Linked DNA regions of Mus musculus: region 1 is linked to region 2. A link is a contact called in public Hi-C data. All regions are on one chromosome and are shown on one strand. Each heading gives the region's core, a stretch centred on a gene start, on an enhancer-like site or on the middle of the called end of the contact. The rest is flanking DNA. Distances are from core to core; before and after follow the strand shown. Region 1 has its middle 17 kb from the start of Gm46842. Region 2 overlaps Chd7 (chromodomain helicase DNA binding protein 7).

Region 1 (3,034 bases), core at 372-2,871, 150 kb after region 2:
CCCTTTCTTCCCCAACTTGCTCTTTGGTCATGGTGTTTTGTTGCAGCGAAAGAAAATCTAACTAAGCCAGTGACACTGTAAAGGCCAAAGTCCACAGTTCAAGATGCTGTAGTTTAAAGCATAGGAGAGGATGTGTCACATGCAGGCTATGTGCAAATACTACATCAGTTTATACAATAGGCATGGGCATCACAAGATGCTGAGGTCCTCAGGGGTTTCTGAGGATACTGATGGAGAAAATGTAGCCGTGAAGATGACATAGTCTAGTTTGCAAGGCAGTAAGGGACCTGTGTAAAGTGTAAAGTGCCCAAGTGAAAACCAAAGCACTGCAGAATTTGCGCTGCTATTTTTAGACTCTGCGACCAAGAAAGGCTTCTTAACTACAGGAGTTACACTGAGGAAAGTCTGGAGGCCAGGGAGAACATCTTTTGGGTGAAGGCATCAGTGATAGAACCTGATGGACCAGGCGAGAAGTTGCATGGAAAGGTGTACCCAAAGATAGATGCTTGCCTTCTAAAACAGCAGTTGTTACAATCTCTGAATTACTCTACCGCTCTAGTCTCAGATGGCTTTGATGTTTGGTTCTCCAGTCACCCACTTCCTTTCCTCAGCTCTAGTGTAGAGGCTAGGCGGGAGGGAAGCTTAGCTTTTTACTCTCTGGGGAAGCCTGATGAAGCGCGGTGGGTGGGGCTAGGTGACTGTTCCTAGCTCTGGGTTCTGCTGATCTCAGTAATAACGCACAGGAAGTGCTAATTCTAATGAAAGGAGGTGACAGTGGTCATGAGAGTCCCCAGGAGAAAGGGGACAAACCGAGGCAAAAGCTGAAACTAGGTTTTAACCACAGCAAAAAGTGCTGGTGTTCATTACAGTTGCTGACTTTAATGAACAGCAAGCATGTGAGGTGCCATGCTCCTTAGTAGGCCAGAATCCCATGCGTTCAACAGGCAGTTGGCGCTATGGAGCCTGCCCTTGTTCTTACTGATTGATCATCGTTACTCCCCAGCCCTCCAAGCTGTCCTTGGTACTGGGCTGCAGTTGGCAGAGACTCCTTCTCCCAGTTTTGTCTGCAAGTGGCCATGCTCCTTGAGTTTCTACTTCCTTTTGAGGAGAATAAGGAAAAATGGATTTTTTTTTTAAACTTTCTCATCTCTTGGTGAGGGGCCTTGTGAGCCTTTCCTCTAATGTCCAACTGCTTGGCTTTCTGCGTTCTCTTTGTTGTTGTTTAAGACTGGCTCCACTGACATATAAGAACACCTGCCGCTTCCCCCAGGGCTGACAGGGGAAGCTGTTGTTCTAAATCCAAAGCAAACACTAGTGCCACTGGGCAGCTGGCCTCCCCAGGAGCACAGGTGAATGGGGGTGGGGGGAGGGGTGACAGTGGCTTACTTGTCCTGGAAAGGGGCCATTAGAGGTCTGATCCCCAGGGACTGGCTTCCTCTTACAGCTTCCCTGGAGCAGCTGTGGTGAGGAGGAAGGGTGCAGAATTGACTCCGTTTTGGAAGAGTGGAGAGGCTGTCATCTCGTCTTCTCTTTTCAGGAAGATCTCCAGGGGTGGGTGGGAGGCAGCAGTTCCACTCAGCCACGTGTCCCCAGCATGCTCACACAACATCTTAAGCGACCGGCTGGCCGGAAGGGAGACAGTGCTGAGGGAGAGGATGTGGTTATTCTTCAAAACCCTAGTTCTGTTAAAGGACTTTAAAAAATGGTTGCAAAACACATTCACATTACAGTTTAATACATTTATGCCCATTAAAACATGGTGATCATGAACATTGTGTGTGTGTGTGTGTGTGTGTTTCTGGGTATTACTAGATGCAAGAGGTGGAGTTACACACTACACTTCCATGGTCAGTGGTTGTCTAGTGAGGTTTACCAATAAAGCCACCCTATCTCCCTGTCCTGGCTTTATAGGGTTGTCATAACCAAGTGCCAGAGACACATTGAAGTTTATATCCTACAGTTCTGAAAGGCTGGGAATCCAAGGTCAGAGTGTTCATGGTTGCAGATGTCTGTCTTCTTGTGTCTTTCCATGACTTTTCCTTCTGTGTCTGTCCCATGCTCCTTTATAAACTTGCCAGAGATGGCAGATCATGGCCCACCCAAAATGACTCTATTAACATCACCTCTTTCAAAGGCCTTGCCTCCATATACACCCTCATTTTTGAATAATTGGAGTTAGGGCTTTAACATAGAAATGTGTATGTGGAAGGACAGCAGACCTCTGACTTGAGACCCTTATGCCTTAACCATCCATCAACGACGTGGCAGGTGTATGATGTGCCTGGCCACTTGATGGCTTTCCAGAATTAGTCTCATCCTGATTACTTCTTCAAGATGAGGAACACCCAACTATAAAACTAAAGCATGCAGCGCTGTGGAGTTAAGGTAACTACATTTGTTTCTCGGCATGGAAGGTGTAACGTAGTGGTGGAGTAATTTCCTGACATAAAATGACTAAAGGAAAAACACTTTCTGTTTCATGAGTTTTATTGTTGCGTGTTGTTCCATCACCCTTATCATTAAAAATTACAGGCACAGATGTTACTTTTAGTATAGACTCATCATAGTCTCCTCATGTTGGAGTAAGAAGCCCAGATCCAGGGCAGGGGCCGGCGCAAGCTGCCAAGACCTGCCCAGACCCAGCCAGAATCTACTTGCTCTACTGGGCAGGTGTAAGCCCTTGGGGTTGGGGGTTGGCCTGCTTCTTGGACTTATACAGATATGGAAAAGAGACTGTAGTTATTAAATGAGATGGCCTCTGATCACGAGTTGGGACTTTTTTACTTTTCTCAGAGAATACTTGCCTTTGTTTGTTTTTCTGATCAATCTTGAAACCAGTAGTGCCGACTCCACCTCCGCAACAGCCACCCACTGGCTCCCTTCACAGCTCCACCCACAACACCCACTCATGCAAACAAGAACAGAGAAGGCTCAGGGATTCTTCCTGATTCTGGCGAATATGCTGTAACCCCTTCTTTATAGAAAATAGCATAAATGGCCCCCTACAGCGCTGCTGGCTTCAACAGGAGGTGTG
Region 2 (3,303 bases), core at 63-2,562:
CCGTACAGATCAGGGAAGGCCCCATGAAGAGAGTGGAGTGAGTGAACTGAGTGTTGCAGAGCAAGTGTGGATTTATGGAGAGGATTTGGAGACTGCTTCCATCTGTCCAAGCTCTAGATTGGGAAAGAGCAAAGTGCCTTGGTGTGACTGCCATGGTGGTGCATGGGTGAAGGGGCTGGTGGCCAGCTGGAACGTAGCACAGGCAAGGCCCTAATCCTTGGTGCTGGGGGATTCTGACTTGTGTAGCTGGCAGGGAGCCCTAGGTGGACTGTGCAGAAGTGTAGTCCATTTACACTGATAGTGGCCATTCAGAAAGACTCCCGGGGCTTCAAAACCATGAGATGAATGAGAAGCAGTTCTGTCCCGGCCTGGACTGCAGAAACATGGAAGAGACATGTTACCTGGAGGACTTGGGGGAGGCAAGTGTTAACTGGTAATGGACAGAGCCAGGTAGAGGGAGGGAGGCAGATTTCTGATTGGGTCAGGAAACCCAGGTGTGGAAGTCAGTTTAGCTGAGGGAGGTGACTTTAGTGTGCAGATCCTGGGATGTCACCAGGCAGCCTGGAGTCTTCCTGGGAACTGAGCACCTGGCTCTGTCCTGTGGTGAATGGACTCATGAGTGCTGTCAGAACCTAAGAGAGTAAAGAGACAAATTCTAGACAGCATGAATGAGGGGAGCCATGCGGGTGAGAGGATCCAGCTAAGAAAATGGATCAGTGCAGTCCCTCGCTTGGAGTTTTACAAATTTCAAATCTATAGAACTGTTGGGAAAATATTACAATAAGAACCAGATGACAATTCTGGGTCCTGGAGGTGGATAGAGAACCAGGAAGTTTTTCCTCCCCTCTCTCAGATGACTGTGGCCATGTCAGAGTGGATATTGGGCAGGACTGTTGGAGAGAGGGGCCCACAGCTTAGGGTAGAGGTCTGAGCTGGAGGCAGGACTTTGCAAAGCACCAGGCTAGAGGTAGTATGCGGACTTGGAAACATGGTAGAGATGAGACTGGCGCACCGCAGAAGTGACAGGTGGGGAAGATAAGCCAGGCAGAAAGTGTAAGGAAGGAGGGGAAAGGGCCATCCTGGCCGGCTTGAAAGAGGCAGCCAGAGTGAGCAGCTGTGTGGGCTGTTGCTGGTAGGTCAGGTGAGCTGAGGAGCCAGCCAGTGGGGGTGGGGTCACCTTGGCAAGAGAGAGAGAGAGAGAAAGAGAGAGAGAGAGAGAGAGAGGCGCTGTGGAATATTAATGTGGTTAGAGCAGACTGAAGAGCACTGGAGGAGAGGAAGTGAAGACAGCAAATGTCGTTGCTCTTTCAAGGACTCTTCTCTACAGGGGAAGAGAGAAGCGGGTGAGAGTGGGAGGAAGATGTGTCAAGAGGCTCAGTAAATACCTGAAATAGTTAGCGCACGACACGGGGCAGAAGGCTGTGCAGATGGGGAGGACTGGCCATACAGGAGGCACACGAAGGAGGAGGTTGGTGGATACTCCCCAAGGCAGACTTCTAAACCATTACTTTACAGAGTTGCTGCAAGGGTCCTCTGTCAAAGTGGCCAGAATAGGGATAGCCTTGGCTGTGCTGAAGGCTTCCAAGGCTCTGGGCACCTGCCGGTGCTCATCAGTGCTGCTGTGCCCTGGCCCCTGACTCCTGGTTCTGCTGCATGCCCCTGGCTCTTCTGTGTGTGCTGGGAAGAATTTGGGAGCCTGGAGGCTTCCTGGTCACAATGTCCCAAGGCCAGTGTCCAGCCTCCAAGGTCTCACTAGAGCTTTTCCCAGTGAACCTTCTCCACCTCCAGTCTCCTGACCGCATCTGGTCTTCTGCTGGGGTTGAGGCTGGGCAGCCTCGGGCCTTCAGTGCCTTCTGCTTCTCCTCCTGTCTGAGGATTAGTCATTAGGGTGTAAGACTTCTCAGTTCACAACCTGTGTGGATTTTGTCTACCTAAGCCTTACTATTCTGGGCATAATGGGCACCATTTTATACATATCGTGGGAGGACTGGAGGCCCGGTGGGGGCCTCTCAGAGTTTTCCTTCTGCACCTTTGAGTTCGTCACTGTCCACGGCCTAGTGTTACGTGTGACTTCTCATAGAAGTATATACTGTAATTGGATATCTCTTCCCGTGGCTCCTCTCATCCAAGCTTTGCTTTTGTAGTGGAAAAAAATACATATTACTGGAAGGTTTCACTTAGGTTTCCAGTTCTGGAATATTTTAATCTAGTCTTCATAGATCTTCAGATTAATTTTGTTTTTGTTTGTTTGAGAAACTTCACTAGTACTTCCTCTGAAATTACCTGTACTCCTCACAGCCCATCTTACTGGTGCTTATTTTGATAACTCTAACCCAACAGTGCCAAACGACCTTGAGAAGATTGTGTAGCAATACCGATACATAAATATTGCTTAAAACCCCTCTGAATGGGAATATCAGTCTTCTTTTCCTTTTTCTCTTAAATTATATTTTAAATGAGAATGTTAGAATACAGGTGTTGGTACTTTAGGCAAAGTGAAAATATCTGATCGGAAGTCACCTGAAATACTATATTTTCGACACAGTAGTGAAGGTAACAGAAATAGATTACTCAGTGCTAAATATTTTCAGGTGGACAGTATCTCAGTGAAGCCAAGGGTGTTGCTGAGTGGATGCTGGTCCTAAGACCACGCTGACTTACACAGCTGTTTAAACTCTAGCAGCTTGACTCAAAGGGTACTGCTGTTTTATAACTGTATTTAAAAATCTGTTCCTCTTTTACTCCCTCAAACTGAGCTCGGAGATATAATGGGACCCATTATAGGTAAAAGGTCTGTGACTCAGCCATCCAGCTACTCAAACTCTGGGCTCTTTTAATTGCCACCATTAAAGCTTTAGTACTTTTATCTCATAAAAATAGATATCATTGATGTAAAATGTGTGCCTGTTGAAGATACATGTGTACCTCTGCCCTCACAGTTAGCTAATCAGCCAGCCATCTGAGTTCTAAGTTAGTTGGGTTTTATGCAAATGAGAACATGACATAGATCACAAATTTTGTTCTGAGTTCTTTAATTAAGAAGACATTCCAGTGGTACTCAGGGCCGAGCCTCACTAGAATCTCAATCTCAATCTCAGCCCCTCTCTCTCTCTCTCTCTCTCTCTCTCTCTCTCTCTCATAGAACCTTACTTTCTTCGCTTTGTGTTGGATAGAAGCTGTATTTAGTTGATAGAACAGTGGCGGGTCCCTCGGTTCCTTGATCCCAAGAGTGCAGTGCTTCTGGTTCAAACACTGGGATTTCAAGAATTTGATGGACACACACAGATTACTCTTCTGTCTCTA

What was found. Hi-C and Micro-C count contacts between places; a contact is called where the count stands out from the background.
Region 1: a Hi-C map of centrocytes shows a contact between it and region 2, with 1.8 times the contacts expected there. The contact joins two enhancer-like sites. A contact is called at or near these places in 3 of 484 Hi-C or Micro-C datasets (CD4 T cells, centrocytes and nephron progenitors) and 6 of 115 datasets of contacts at active chromatin or transcription factors (the 230-238 cell line, CD8 T cells, the HPC-7 cell line and 2 more).

The regions. Positions count from the first base shown.
Region 1 is chr4:8,926,115-8,929,148 of GRCm38.p6, forward strand. No RefSeq gene overlaps it. Among named protein-coding and RNA genes, the nearest start is that of Gm46842, 17 kb to the left of the region's middle. Within about 2 kb of position 1,622, at least 119 of the 459 cell types and tissues checked have an H3K27ac peak or open chromatin away from gene starts, as enhancers often do. A contact at or near this core is called in the 230-238 cell line, CD8 T cells, centrocytes and 1 more, where this site is marked.
Region 2 is chr4:8,773,824-8,777,126 of GRCm38.p6, forward strand. The region is part of intron 2 of Chd7 (chromodomain helicase DNA binding protein 7); the gene reads left to right. Among named protein-coding and RNA genes, the nearest start is that of Gm46841, 58 kb to the left of the region's middle. Within about 2 kb of position 1,313, at least 88 of the 459 cell types and tissues checked have an H3K27ac peak or open chromatin away from gene starts, as enhancers often do. A contact at or near this core is called in the 230-238 cell line, CD8 T cells, centrocytes and 1 more, where this site is marked.